2 separate regions of the Hordeum vulgare genome follow, and region 2 is linked to region 1. Evidence: chromatin contacts called from public Hi-C data. All regions are on one chromosome and are shown on one strand. Each heading gives the region's core, a stretch centred on a gene start, on an enhancer-like site or on the middle of the called end of the contact. The rest is flanking DNA. Distances are from core to core; before and after follow the strand shown.

Region 1 (6,839 bases), core at 3,553-6,052:
AAAAATTGGGACCACCCAGATTTTGGTAAAAGAAAAAGCTTTCCATGTTCTATGTTCAGGCATAAGCCAAACCTGATCAATGTATAAAACCTTTCATGCAAGGAACAAAAGATCAATTGGCTTGACAATGTAATCATAATATCACCTGGCAAGGTATGCAAAATAAGATAATGGAAGGAGATACCTCAGTTCTTAAAGTTCCTGAAGTTATGCATCTAGTTATATCTGTAAAATAGAATACAAACAGTTATAAATGCAGCGAAATCCATGACTGCAAATACTATTTGAATATATGAAACGTGAAAGTTCAGAAATAGAAATGTATGTAGAATGTCCTTTTTTTAAAAGACCTTTACAGCTGTGAAAGTAAACCTGGGCAAACACCAGGACGGGCCGGGTTTCAGGTCGGAATCGTAAAAGACCGACCTTCCTGTATCAAGCCCGAGCCCAGCCTGAAGCCCGAAATACACTCTGTTCTCAAGCCCCAGACCGGCCTGAAATCAAGCCTGAAAGCCCGGCCCGAACGCTGTTTTTCAGTGTACACACATGCAAGCCCGGTCCAAAATACAGAAAAAGATAAGCCCGGCCCGAAATACATTCCAGGCTGCAAAACAAGGCCCAAGCCCTGCCCGAATGGCAAGCCTGACCCAGCTTGGCCAGGGTTTTTCGGGCCGGGCTGCCCATGCCCAGGTCTATGTGAAAGCATGTAGACCAGCTACCCAGGAAAACAGTTAATTTATTTCAGACATGAAGGAGATAAACAGCCACATACATTTAGTTGAACACATTGTATATGTCGATTCAGCAACAACAAATCCTGTCAAAAGTGCCATAAATAGCCTGTGGTTTTTCTGTCCTGCAAAACATGGTATGCAGATTAAAGTGTGCATCTATCTATAAAGCAATAAAAGAAGCAAAAGTATATATAGTATAATAATGTAATTAAGTACCTATGCAGTTACCAAATGCAGGGCAATGGTGGTCATAACCTCTAACATTTGCTTTGCAACAGTTACAATTCCTCACCCTTGAGAGTGATGGATACTTCTACACCAAAAGTACAAAAGATGACAGCGTGTTAATGCACGACCTCCACATTTCAGGTTAGCAACTTAATATAACAGCTTCATTGAAAACTCTACTTTCTCAACACCTCACTCGAGCATATAGCATCCACGAAATCCTTGCAGCCAGCCTCTTCCAAAAATGAAGATTCGTATGCAACAATGCCGGGATCACCAGAAAGAATCCTGCAATAAAAAAATCAAACTAAACCCCTAATCCCAAAGGCAGTGGTATGCTAAGGCCAATAAATGTTAAGCAGAGTATGTCCAAAAGGAGGAAAAAAATTAAAAGCCTGAACTTCATTATGGAGTCCAAGATGAATCTCGAACTTCCAATCCCCAAAATTTGAACCCTGATCTTATAATCCTGACCCAACCCTTGGATCTTGAGCTTGTTTGACACACCCGCGAAAAGAGTGATCGCAATCGAAAACTCATCCTCTAGCACTCTTCTCACTGACATTCCTAGCCCTCCCCAAATTCACTCCCATTTCTCGCTCATCGCCGAGCTTCCTCCCATGCCACAACCTCCTTCCCTAGCTGTTTTCCCGTCCTTGCCAGTGTCCATCTCCAACGCCGGCCCTACGCTGCTCATTTAGCTCTATTTCTCCTCACCATCTCCTCCCCCACTACACCCTTTTTCCTGGTGTGCCGAATAAGTATAAGCTCAAGGTCAGGATCAGGATTAGAAAGTTCAAAGTTCCACTTTCAGTGACTGAAAGTCCGGGGTCCATCTTGGAACAAGAACCATAGTTTAAGGTTTGAAATGAACAACTTCCTTAATTACTAAATAGAGCTTAGAGATTGGTAAGTGCATCCCAAAAAATATGTTCCAGAGGAGTAGCTAACCTGTAAAGTCCCCAAAGAAGCAGTGCACACTCAGCATTAATCAGCATGTCTAGTAGAGAAGAGGTATCTGCAAAATATAAGGCTACTTATAAAACAAGGACATTCTAGAGTACAGTTAGAAAACTATCAGAAGCTCTATACACTTATTTAACTATACGCTGCTCCAAGTGGCATATATTTTTTTTCTAACAAATTATGCATAATGCAAGGAGGCGAGTATAAAGTACATGCTGAGAATCCCAGAAAAAATTATGGCACCTGATGTCCTGATCTACAATTCCACCTGATGTCAGGTATTACCATATTTATTTAAATAGAACTATACTCTAGAATTGCAATACATCAGGAATGGTTCTTAGCTCCATCCATGCACCAAATGTAAGCCAAGGCCATCAGGCAGGCAAGCGGACTCGCCAGATCGCATCTGGCCCCCACGCCGCTCCCTCCCCGGGGCGACACGGGCGGCGGCTCCAGCCCACAGCCTCTCCCCTCCCGCCTCCTTCTCCCCCTCGCCGTCGCCGGTGGCCTCCGGCAGGCAAAGCCTGCGCGGAGCCGGCGGCGGCGGGGCGCTCTTTGGCTGCCGCTCGCTCGTGGGATGGGGATACGGCGTGTGGTCGGCGGCTGACCAGCGCTTGGCTCCGGGGCGGCGTCCTGGCTCGCGGTGGAGGAGGTCTCCGGCGTGTGGCGCAGGATCTGGTCGCGGCAGTGGGCGCGCCGCTGCGGGCGAGCGGTCATGGTTGTGGCGCCCGTGGGGACCCAATCTGGACCCTCTAACGCTGCGGCCGGCGCGGACGGTGTTGTTGGGATGGAGGGAGGCTCGGCTCCCTGCTACGCATCCTGGAGGGGCCTTTGCTGCGTTCCTCCTGCTTGGTGCCGTGGTGGTGCCGGCTGGTGGTTCAGCTGACGGGTTGCGGATCTGGCAGCTCGTCCGGCGAGTTGGGATGGGGTGGCGACCCGCCCTCCCTGCTAAGGTCCTCTCTGGCTGAAGCGTGCGGCCGGCGGTGGTGGTCATCTCCTCCGTCGAAGGAGGTCGGTCTGAGGCTGGATGGTCAGATCTCGAGATCCGCCATCTAGTTCCGGCTATGAGTCGGGAAGACATAGTTGCCGGTGAAAACCGAGCCGATGGCAGACGATGGCGACGTTCTGTGTCGTTACCTTGATGAAGGCATCGTCGTGTAACTATTGTCGACCCACTCGTGCTGCTCCGGGGGAAACCCTAGGATCTGGTCTTTCAGATCGGACGATGGCGGTATTGCGGTGTCGTTTTCTTTCTTGGGAGCATCGTCTGTGGAGCAGAGCTGGAAGACAGAGGCAGGAGGTGGAGCGGCTTCAACTTGCACGGAGCTTTCGGTGGAGATGTCAAGTCATGCCTGGCCGACAGGTGCTACGTTGTGTCATGCCTGGTCGGCAGGTGCTACGCACGACAGATCTTCCTGAATCTTCGCGTCTGGACTGACGAGCGCGGGCGCTGACGCCGTTGGGCGTCGTGGTGGCGTCGACGGATGGACGGACTGACAAGGATGATACAGATCTCTCTCCTGAAGATGGGTCAGCGGTCCGATGATGATGGCGACGTCTAAAACGTGTGCATGTGGTGTACGCTTTCGGTCTGTTGCACCGGCTGTGGGTTTCGATACGTTATGTGGATGGATCGGTGACGGCTTCGGTTTTAGATATGGGGAGTGAGAGCACTCCACATTATCGAGTTTTGTAGGCGTGAGTGGTGGCTTCGGATGGTTTGATGTATGTTCTTGTTAGACATATGTTGAATAATTAATAAAGATGATGCAGAGGGCGGGGGTTTAACCTCCTTTTCCAAAACAAAAAAAGCTCCATCCACAAATATAGCATATATCTACAGCAATAAACACCGGCCAAATGGCATTCCACCAGTGCACTGAGCTATAACGAATGCTTGTTTCTATTAAAAAGGAAAAGGAATGCTTGTTTCTATTAAAAAGGAAAAGGAGACCGTACACAATATGCAATTTCAAACACTATGAAGGTGTCTGACAATTTCGTGGATCTCAAAATGATGTGCCGGCTCAATCTTTCGAAGGTGCTCATAGGTGCTCATAAAGGTATGGTGTGCGTTCATAGGGATGAGTGTGTTCGTAGGGATGAGTGTATATGCGTATGTATGAGCGTCTCCATTTGTACTGTGTTCAAAAAACACTAAAGACATATGCACACTCTGCAAGTCAAACAGATGTAATGCACGGGGATTTCACCTCTCCGGATGACGAATACGTAGACGCCCCACAAAAACAGCACGTTGAACAGAACGAACAGGGGCGCCGACGCGGCCACTCCGATGAACCTCCTCCAGAACCTGCCCAACAGAATAGCCACCAGGAATACCAAACCTGTGCAGCAGGCAACCGAAGCAAAGTCAAAATTGCACTGAAAGAGCCACAGGAAAGCAAAGCAAGCACAGACTGACCTGCGACGGGTAGCATGGCGAGGAGGGAGATGGATGGGAAGAGGCGGGGCACTATGGCCACGGCGAGCTGCGAGAAGAGCACCAGGCCGCATGATACCAGCGCCGAGCACAGCACCTCCCATGGCGACCTCCGCAACCGGTGGAGCTCCGACGCCAGCCTGCTCATCGCCGAGAACTCCTCCGCCACACCCTCCGGATCCCAAGAATCATCAATAACTCTTGAGACCGGAGATCCAGCCGGGGTCGGTACGGCCAGAGCAGGGTTCCGGCGAGACTCCACGATCTTGGCGGATTCCGAGACAGAAACTGAGGAAAGAATCGAAGGAGATGCGGGCGAATCTTAGTGGAGAACTCGCGGGGGAATTTCGTCGAACGTGTGTACTCGGCGGTGGTGTGGGAACAGCAACAACTAGAAAGGCGTCAAAGGAAAGGGCGGTGCTAGGCGCCGGTCAACTGGCGCCAGCACACTCGCCGGTCGCATCCTGGGCACTAATTGGGTTGTTTCCCGACCGTTGGATCAAGCCCGGAGCATACCTGGCCAAACGGGCCGGCCCGGCCCGGCACGGCCCGGCCCGTCGTAATCATGCCAGACACGGCACGGCCCGCCTAGGCCCGATGAATATACGGGCCGTGTGGTGCCGGCCCGCGTGCCAGTCTCCCAGGTCCAAGCACGGCACGTGGTCTAATCGGGCCGGCCCGCGGCATGCTAAGGCACGGCGACCCGCCACAGATTTGATGTTTCTTTTTTCATCTCGCCCTCTCTCGCACGGCGGCCCGCCACAGATTCCCGCCTGCTCCCCGTTTCCCGCCCGACGCCTTTCCCGCGCGCAGCCCTTTCCCGCCCGACGCGGCGACACCCATTCCCGCCCGACGTGGTGACTGTCGCCCTTTCCCGCGAATCCCACCCATCGTGTCGGGAATGGCGCCCTTTTTCCCGCCCGACGCCCCGCCCAACGCCCGCACGGCCTGCTCCACAGTCCCCCAATTTCCTTCGCTGCCTAATCGTGCCGGGCCGGGCCGGCACGCGGGCTCGGGGTGGCAGCCCGAGCACGGCCCACGGTGTGCTCGTGCCTGGCCCAAGCACGATTAGCACGTGTCGGGCCCGGCCCGTGTCATGCCTGGCCTGCGGGCAGCCGTGCCGGCCCGCGTGGCACGGCCCGTTTGGCCAGGTATGGCCCGGAGTGGGCGTCGTGGGACACCCGTCATGGGTGCACACGGCGACCGTCCTCGAAGCACCCTTCATCGTCGGTTCCTATATGATATCGTCGCAACACATGGTCATCGCCATCGTACACGATCGGCAATGATTGGAGCACAATCATTGACTTTTTGTAGCTCTTGCCCCGAGGGTTGCAGTTGATGTCACTAATGGATCGAAGCCCCATCACAACTTTAGCCCTCCCAGTTCTAGCATCGCCTTCAAGAGGTTGTAGCTTCTGCATCAACGGGTGTAGCTTTTTTCGATGTTGAGAGTGAACGCCGATTCCAGCAAGCAGTGTCGTTGTCTCCCTTGCGAGCTGGTTGCAACAAAGATTGGTCGTTGTTCCAGCAATGGTAGCACCACGGTCGCCCGGGGGAGTCTTCTCCAACACCGACGGGTGTTGATCGCAGCTTCAACCAACCCCCTCCTCTAACATCATCATTGGGAGGTTCCACCAAATCCGTCAAACGGTTCAAGCAAATCCTATGGGGTGGTTCCGGCAAAATCTCTCTGGCGATCCCAGCATCATCACTCCATGGTCTCGGCAAATTTGCTCGAGCTTCCAGCACAAAAATCTCACCGGTGGTTGTAGTACCATTGTCGCCCATCGCATCTCACAACCTTTCCACCAGGCCATTCCAACACCTTCGCGTGACGGTCCGAGCACTGCCATCAAGTCGTTGCAGCACCTTCACTAGTGACGTCGGTCCCAATCCTACGGGGTAGGGAGACGACACCAATGATGATCACCAAGGAGATATTTTGCCATGGCGAGGAGAGGAAGGTGGAGGAGAAATAAGAAAAGAGGGTGTGACCTGTTAAAAGTACAAGTAGCACCCTTATGTGTTTTTCGTAATTAATGTCAAACCATATGTACTAATGTTCTCCATTCAAATGTATATGAAGGAAGGTTTCATAGGCAATGCATGCAAAATATTGGATGGGTTAAAGGATGAAATCCATCAAGATAAAAATATGCATTGAGTATTGGACATTGAACGGATTTATAATGAATGACATAAACATCAATACATGCATCATGGTCATTCAGTTCTAATGATGAATACATTATGATCAAGAAGAAGCAAAAGAAATGGAATTCAAGGCCTCAAAGGTTGTCATGCTTTGACTTATATGAGTTGGGCTATGAAGGATCAAGATCTTCAGAGAATAATTGAAGATAATAAATTTATATATGGTATGAAGATGAGATCATGATGAGATCCTATGTTGAGTCATGGACTGGTAAAGTCTTGTAACAAGTAATTCAAGTAAAGAATTG
Region 2 (6,127 bases), core at 241-2,740, 570 kb after region 1:
ATGTGGTGGCAATTTTTTGAAAGAAAATTCCTTCTAAACCAAAAATCGCCATCCTCTTGAGAAGAAGATGTCATCTCTATATAAATGAAACTCACAGGAACCGTTCGCAAATGTCATCCCTCCCAAGAATTGTTATTGGGCTTCAAAGATTGTGTCTATGAGGCTTCAGAATAAGAATTCAGACCCAAAATATACTTACCTAGTACGTATGTTTATAAGATTAGTGTTTGCCTCGTTTGTGGATAGGATCCAATCAAGAGTCTTAGCCCTAGTAAAGTATGGTCACACTATGCACATATATGTATTATAAATACATACTCCCATTATTCAAAATTAATTGTCGCACAAATTTATAAAAATCAATGTTGCAGAACTAAAATACATGTAGATGAATCCCCGACGGAGGAGGGGGAGGGGGTATAAAATGAATCGACATTATATAGACACCACATGACAAATCATCTCACAAGAAAATACTTAGGCGTTCTTTGGATCATATGATAGAAATATCACTGGAATAGGAAAACTGTAAGAAATGAAATAACATGCATATATTCTACTTTTTCTGTATCATAATATTTGTTATTAAAAAAAACTAGATAGGGACAGAGGAAGTATAAAAAAGAGATATCATTTAGAGGGTGTTTGTTTCCAGGGACTTATTGGTTTTGAGACTTAAAAAAGTCCCTATAAGTCCCACCTAAACCAAACACAAGGGACTTATTGGGACTTATTATGGTGATTTCGGACTTATCAAATAAGACTCTCTAGTAGGAGCTTATTGGGACTTATTGCTCGTTAGCCCGCGGAAAAAGTATCCCGCATCGATCGAGTGTCCGCCGCCCTACCCCTCGTCGTTCGCAGGCCCCAATCGCCGCCGCCCCATCGCCACATCGCCGCCCGCCCCGTCGCCACCCGGTCCGTCGCCGCCTCGCCCCGTCGCCGCCCGGTCGTCTCGTTTTCTGCCTCGGTTCGTCCCCCCGCCGCCCCGTTTCTGCATTGGTTCTTCCCCGTCGTCCCGTTTTGCATCGCTGGAGTTTTCTGGTCCGCATGGTTATGTGAACAAGTGTATTTTATTAGGTGTAACATGGACTTATAAGTCCCTGTAAACAAACAGGTAGGGACTCGGGACTTATAAGTCCCTGTAAACAAACAGATAGAAACTTATGACTTATAAGTTGGGACTTAAAAAAGTCATACGACTTACGAAACAAACAGGGCCTTAGTTCTTCGTTCTTACAAAATTCCTATAAATCAACAAGACCTATCTCGGTGACGGTGACAGTGTGTTTGTAAACATTTCTGATGAAATATCTTTTTTTTATATCTTTCTGGTGAAATATCTTAGCATGCGCGAGGTGCAGTTTATCAGTAAAAGGAAATCTCTCGCTCTCAATAAGAGAAGCAAAAGTTTTTTTTAAAAAAAAAACCCACAAGAAAGCGCACGCACTATTAAGCTCTACTCGCCACTGCGCCCACTCCTCAGCCCACGCTCGTACTCACTCTCCTCCCCCCATTATTCCCCCCGCCGGCCACCGCGGCCGGCTCGCCGGGCGTCCGCCGAGAGGCGTGACGGGCGATGGGGCACGGAGCCAGCTGCGGCCGCCCCAGCGAGGAGGTGGACTTCTTCGGCGCGGCACAGTCCGGCGACCTCGCCCGCCTCGCCGCCGCCGTCAGCTCCCGCCCCTCCCTCCTCCGTCGCACCACGCTCTTCGACCGCCTCTCCGCGCTCCACATCGCCGCCGCCCACGGCCACCTCCAAGTACGAAAGCACAAACTAATCTGGCACCTTGCTTGGTTCCCTTTGCTGCCGCATGCTCCTCTCCGTCCAGCTTCTCGCCACCCCTGTGCATCTCCGGTGTGCTGATTTCTTTGTTTGCTTAGGTTGTGTCCATGGCATTGGATCTTTGCGTGCAGCCGGACGTCGTGAACCGCCATAAGCAGGTTTGTCACGCTCCACCTGTTCTCTTCCCTGTCGCCCCCTTTGTGGGAAGCTCGTCCTCACATCGCGGGACTTTGCCGCAGACGGCGCTGATGCTTGCGGCGATGCACGGGAGGACCGAGTGCGTGCGACGGTTGCTCGACGCCGGCGCCAATGTGAGACTTACGGCCACAGTTTTGGTGATTGGGGCTGTTCTTGGAGCTTCTCCTGAACTTAATGGTGTTTTCCGTCTTTGTGTACAGATCCTGATGTTCGATTCGTCGCACGGGCGGACGTGCCTGCACTACGCGGCGTACTACGGCCACTCAGACTGCCTCCGGACCATCCTCACGGCGGCCCGGACCGCGCCGGTGTCGCAATCCTGGTTGGCCCTTCTTCTCAGAGCCGCCATTGTTCGCCGCAACGCGCTGCACGCCATCCTTTGCTAATGGTTCATCAGCTATGGCTTTGGAGGTGCAGGGGATACGCGCGGTTCGTCAATGTGCGGGATGACACGGGAGCGACGCCGCTGCACCTCGCGGCGAGGCAGGGCTGGCGCCGCTGCGTCCACGTCCTGCTGGAGAACGGCGCCATCGTGTCTGCCTCCAGCGGCGCCTTCGGGTAAAGCTTCTCCCCAAGTCAAAGACCGCCCTTCTCACTATCAGTACCGAAAAATCGCACCTTTTTAGGAAGGCAAAAGCTGCGACATTGACGCGAGCGCTTGCGTTCCTGCAGATTCCCCGGGAGCACGCCGCTGCATTTGGCCGCGCGCGGCGGGAGCCTCGACTGCGTCCGCCAGCTGCTCTCCTGGGGCGCCGACCGCCTCCAGCGCGACTCCGTTGGGTGCGTCAGCATTTTCTTGCGAAAAACACCACTGAATTCCAACACCACAACTACAGATGTTGTCTCCAGCAAATGATCTGAAGCCATTGTGCTGGTTAGTCTAATCTACCGATGTGGATTGGTTTATACAGAAGAATTCCATATGAGGTCGCGGTGAAGCGCGGGCATGTGGCGTGCGCGGCGCTGCTGAACCCCTCATCGGCAGAGCCCCTAGTGTGGCCTGCTCCTCTCAAGTTCATCAGCGAGCTGGAACCTGACGCCAAGGCTCTCCTGGAGGCAGCCCTGATGGAGGCCAATAGGGAGAGGGAGAAGAGGATCCTGAAAGGGGCCAAGAATTCATTGCCATCGCCGTCGCATTCAGATGACGATGCCATCGTCTCCGAGGTACTACCGTACTGCCCGGTCTTGCCTTGCAAATTACTACTGCTGTTCCATTGCTGACCTCATACGCACGAAATAGTTGGACATAACAGTGGGAGTTTCGCCGTACCTACCGCGCTGCCATCGTTTCATTGGCACAATAGTAATTTACTACCAGCAAGTAGTAGTGCTTATTTTGATCGATCTCAATCAAGATTGATGTCGAAGGCTAGCATTATCCCAGAGTTCATCATTGCATTGCATTGGTTGTAGCTAACGTGCCGTCAGGTCTCAACATAGAGCCACTTGCCGCAGAAATGTACCAGTAGTATAATATTTATGTTGATCCGAGGGACGAATGGCTAACTAATTGGGTGCAGGCGTACGTACTTATACTAGTTTACTCGTTGGTAATGACAAGTTAGGTGTCAAACCGTGGCAGCGGCAATGGCAGCGTGTGCACGCACCTGCTTGCACGAACTGCCGCACGTCTGAGCAATCCATATGCAGGAAACGTTATTCAAACGCGATTGCAGTACGCCTCCACATGCACGATCCCGCCTTTGCATCGACATCTCCCTCGGAGCCAGCGCGTCCGTCCGACGGTGCGCGGATCTTGTTCGGACCGATACTACTACTAACTCTCAGCTCGTGCATGCAGGGCGCCGAGGTGTGCAGCATCTGCTTCGACCAGGCGTGCGCGATCGAGGTCCGGGAGTGCGGGCACCAAATGTGCGCGGCGTGCACGCTGGCGCTGTGCTGCCACGCCAAGCCCAACCCGGCCACGCAGAGCCAGCCGCTGCCCACCTGCCCCTTCTGCCGCGGCGGCATCTCCCGGCTGGCGGTGGCCACCAGGGCCAAGGCCGGCGACGAGGACGAGGACGACGAAGAGGGAGAAGGCAGGCTGGAGTCTCCGCGGCAACGGAGGTCTCGCCGGTCCGTGAACCTCGGCGACGGCGGCAGCAGCAGCAGCAGCCTCATGGGCAGCATCGCCTCGTCCATCGGCAAGATGGGCCGGCGCAAAACCGACAGCAGCGAGCTGCAGGTGCAGCTCGAGGACAAGCCATAGCCCACGGAACGAATGCCCTCTCAGCATTCATTCATTCATTCATTCGCCGGGTTATTACGAAGCGTCATGATACGTCACCGTCAATGATGGAGCTGGCTGGTGCTACTATTTTTGTAGATTATTTTTCTTATAATTTTGGGGAAATTATTAGCAATTGTTCCATCTGTGTAGATTCGATCCCAAGCTGTAGGCTAGATCCAGTCAGTCCAAATAAGCAAAGAGCGCGGTCGTTGCCTGGTAGCCCCCAGCCACCCCGTGGAGTTGTTGAAAGGTTGTACATGTCCGGATTCAAAGGGGCTGGCCCGATATGATGATGATAATGAGAACCCAGTACAAATCCATCCATGTGCTCTCCCTCGACGTAATTGGCCTTTGGCTGGGGCTACGTCGCTCAGGTGTTGTGTTCCCTTCCTTCAGGGTTTGTTTCTGCAAGTCTTATTTTGGGGTCCGATTGTGCTTTCTGAATATGATGACCCCCGTGCTTAGGATCCCTCGAGCGGCGGTACAGACTGGGGACAGTGTTTTTGGCAAGGTTCTCTTTGGCTCAACTCGACTGTGCTGAGGTGGTGAAAGCGCCACACCTTCGTGGGCTGTCTTGTCCCCAGCCAGCATGTGTTATCTTGCTCTTATAGGGGATGGGCGGAGTGTACCGTCCGGAAGCACCAAAAGGCCTAACGAAAATGAAATGAGCAGCGAAATTGACTGAGCAGCGGGAGATGGGTGGTGTTAGAAGGGAACAGAGAAATTGATGAAATAGTTGTTGTATTGTTTCAGCCTCATTTACATATATGTAGGAATACAATGATCAATTTAGGATATAAGACAAGGACGAATAGTATCCTAGTCTAACCTATACTTCACATTAATCACGTTACTCAACATTCCCGTAGTCACAACTATAGCGACACACACGGCCAAACTCGAGAAGAATCCAAAGATAAGCCGACGGACCACCCCCACAGTCGTAACGGTCAATGCATCGCGGAAGTTGTGGCTGGAGTGAAAACCGACGAGGTTGCTTAAGCAAGACGGTAGCCCTTTGTGTTGTTGTCGAGGTAGCCCAGAGCGTAGGATGGTGTAGCCATGGTCGAGGTAGCCGTGCGAAGAACGTCGTGGTCGATGTCGAGTCAGTATGCCGGTATCGAAGAAGTCGCCATGGAGCCGCGTGCGCAAAGAGGTGACGATTTAGCCATGGGCGCAGTAGTGTCGAAGTAGTGGTGCGTCGGGGAAGAAGACGTAATTGAGACGCGCCGCGCCGAGATTGCCAAGTTCGGGGACATCTCGTGGACAAAGGCACCCGTCGGTGTTGCCAGCACCGGGCTTGCGTAGACGGATGAAGTCAATGTTGACGCTGCGCCACTCCATACTTTCTAGGCCTGGGAACACACCGGGGACGAGGGCACGCGACGGTGTTGCCAGCACCTGGCATGCGTAGACAAGGACCTGTAGAAACTGATACGCCATGTCGAGGAGGCTAGCTGAGATGGACTCGAGGGCGGTTGTGGCGCAAATCAGCGGGAGGGGGACGATGTCGCCCGTGGTGGTCGGAGTAGATGAAGTGAGAAGGGCTCGACGACGGTTGCGGCATGAATTGGCGGGGAGCCGATGTCGCCCGTGGTGGTCGGAGTAGATGAAATGGTCGGGGTAGACGACGACGACGTTGGTGATGAGCTGGTGTTGGACAGAGATGAAGGGGGCGGACGGGCACCACTTCTCGGGTGAGAGAGCGGCAGCGGCGCCGAAGAGGAGCGGTTGCCGCGGCATGACGGCGGTCGCAACGGCTGGTTAGGTGCACGACGGCGATGCTTGAAGTAGGCCATTGTCGGTGAAGGGCCGACACCTATGGGGACTCAACGGTCCCCTTCTTGCTGGTTTGGCGGGGAGAGGGGTCGCGGCAAGAGCAGAACCAACAGTCAGGGCCCGGCAAGATCTTT

What was found. Hi-C and Micro-C count contacts between places; a contact is called where the count stands out from the background.
Region 2: a contact with region 1 is called in a Hi-C map of leaf, with 2.5 times the contacts expected there. The contact joins the promoter of LOC123449017 here to the promoter of LOC123449016 in region 1. A contact is called at or near these places in 2 of 6 Hi-C or Micro-C datasets (both in leaf) and 1 of 1 datasets of contacts at active chromatin or transcription factors (embryo).

What each region holds. Positions count from the first base shown.
Region 1 is chr4H:474,180,642-474,187,480 of MorexV3_pseudomolecules_assembly, forward strand. It overlaps LOC123449016 (palmitoyltransferase Hip14-like), which reads right to left and starts at 4,803. Exons shown (of 11, transcript XM_045126079.1): 1 at 4,357-4,803; 2 at 4,145-4,279; 3 at 1,914-1,980; 4 at 1,154-1,250; 5 at 951-1,047; 6 at 773-856; 7 at 185-225. The coding sequence starts at 4,522.
Region 2 is chr4H:474,754,167-474,760,293 of MorexV3_pseudomolecules_assembly, forward strand. It overlaps LOC123449017 (E3 ubiquitin-protein ligase XB3-like), which reads left to right and starts at 1,491. Exons shown (of 8, transcript XM_045126080.1): 1 at 1,491-1,762; 2 at 1,885-1,944; 3 at 2,026-2,097; 4 at 2,185-2,306; 5 at 2,402-2,542; 6 at 2,657-2,764; 7 at 2,896-3,148; 8 at 3,786-4,534. The coding sequence starts at 1,580. The coding sequence ends at 4,193.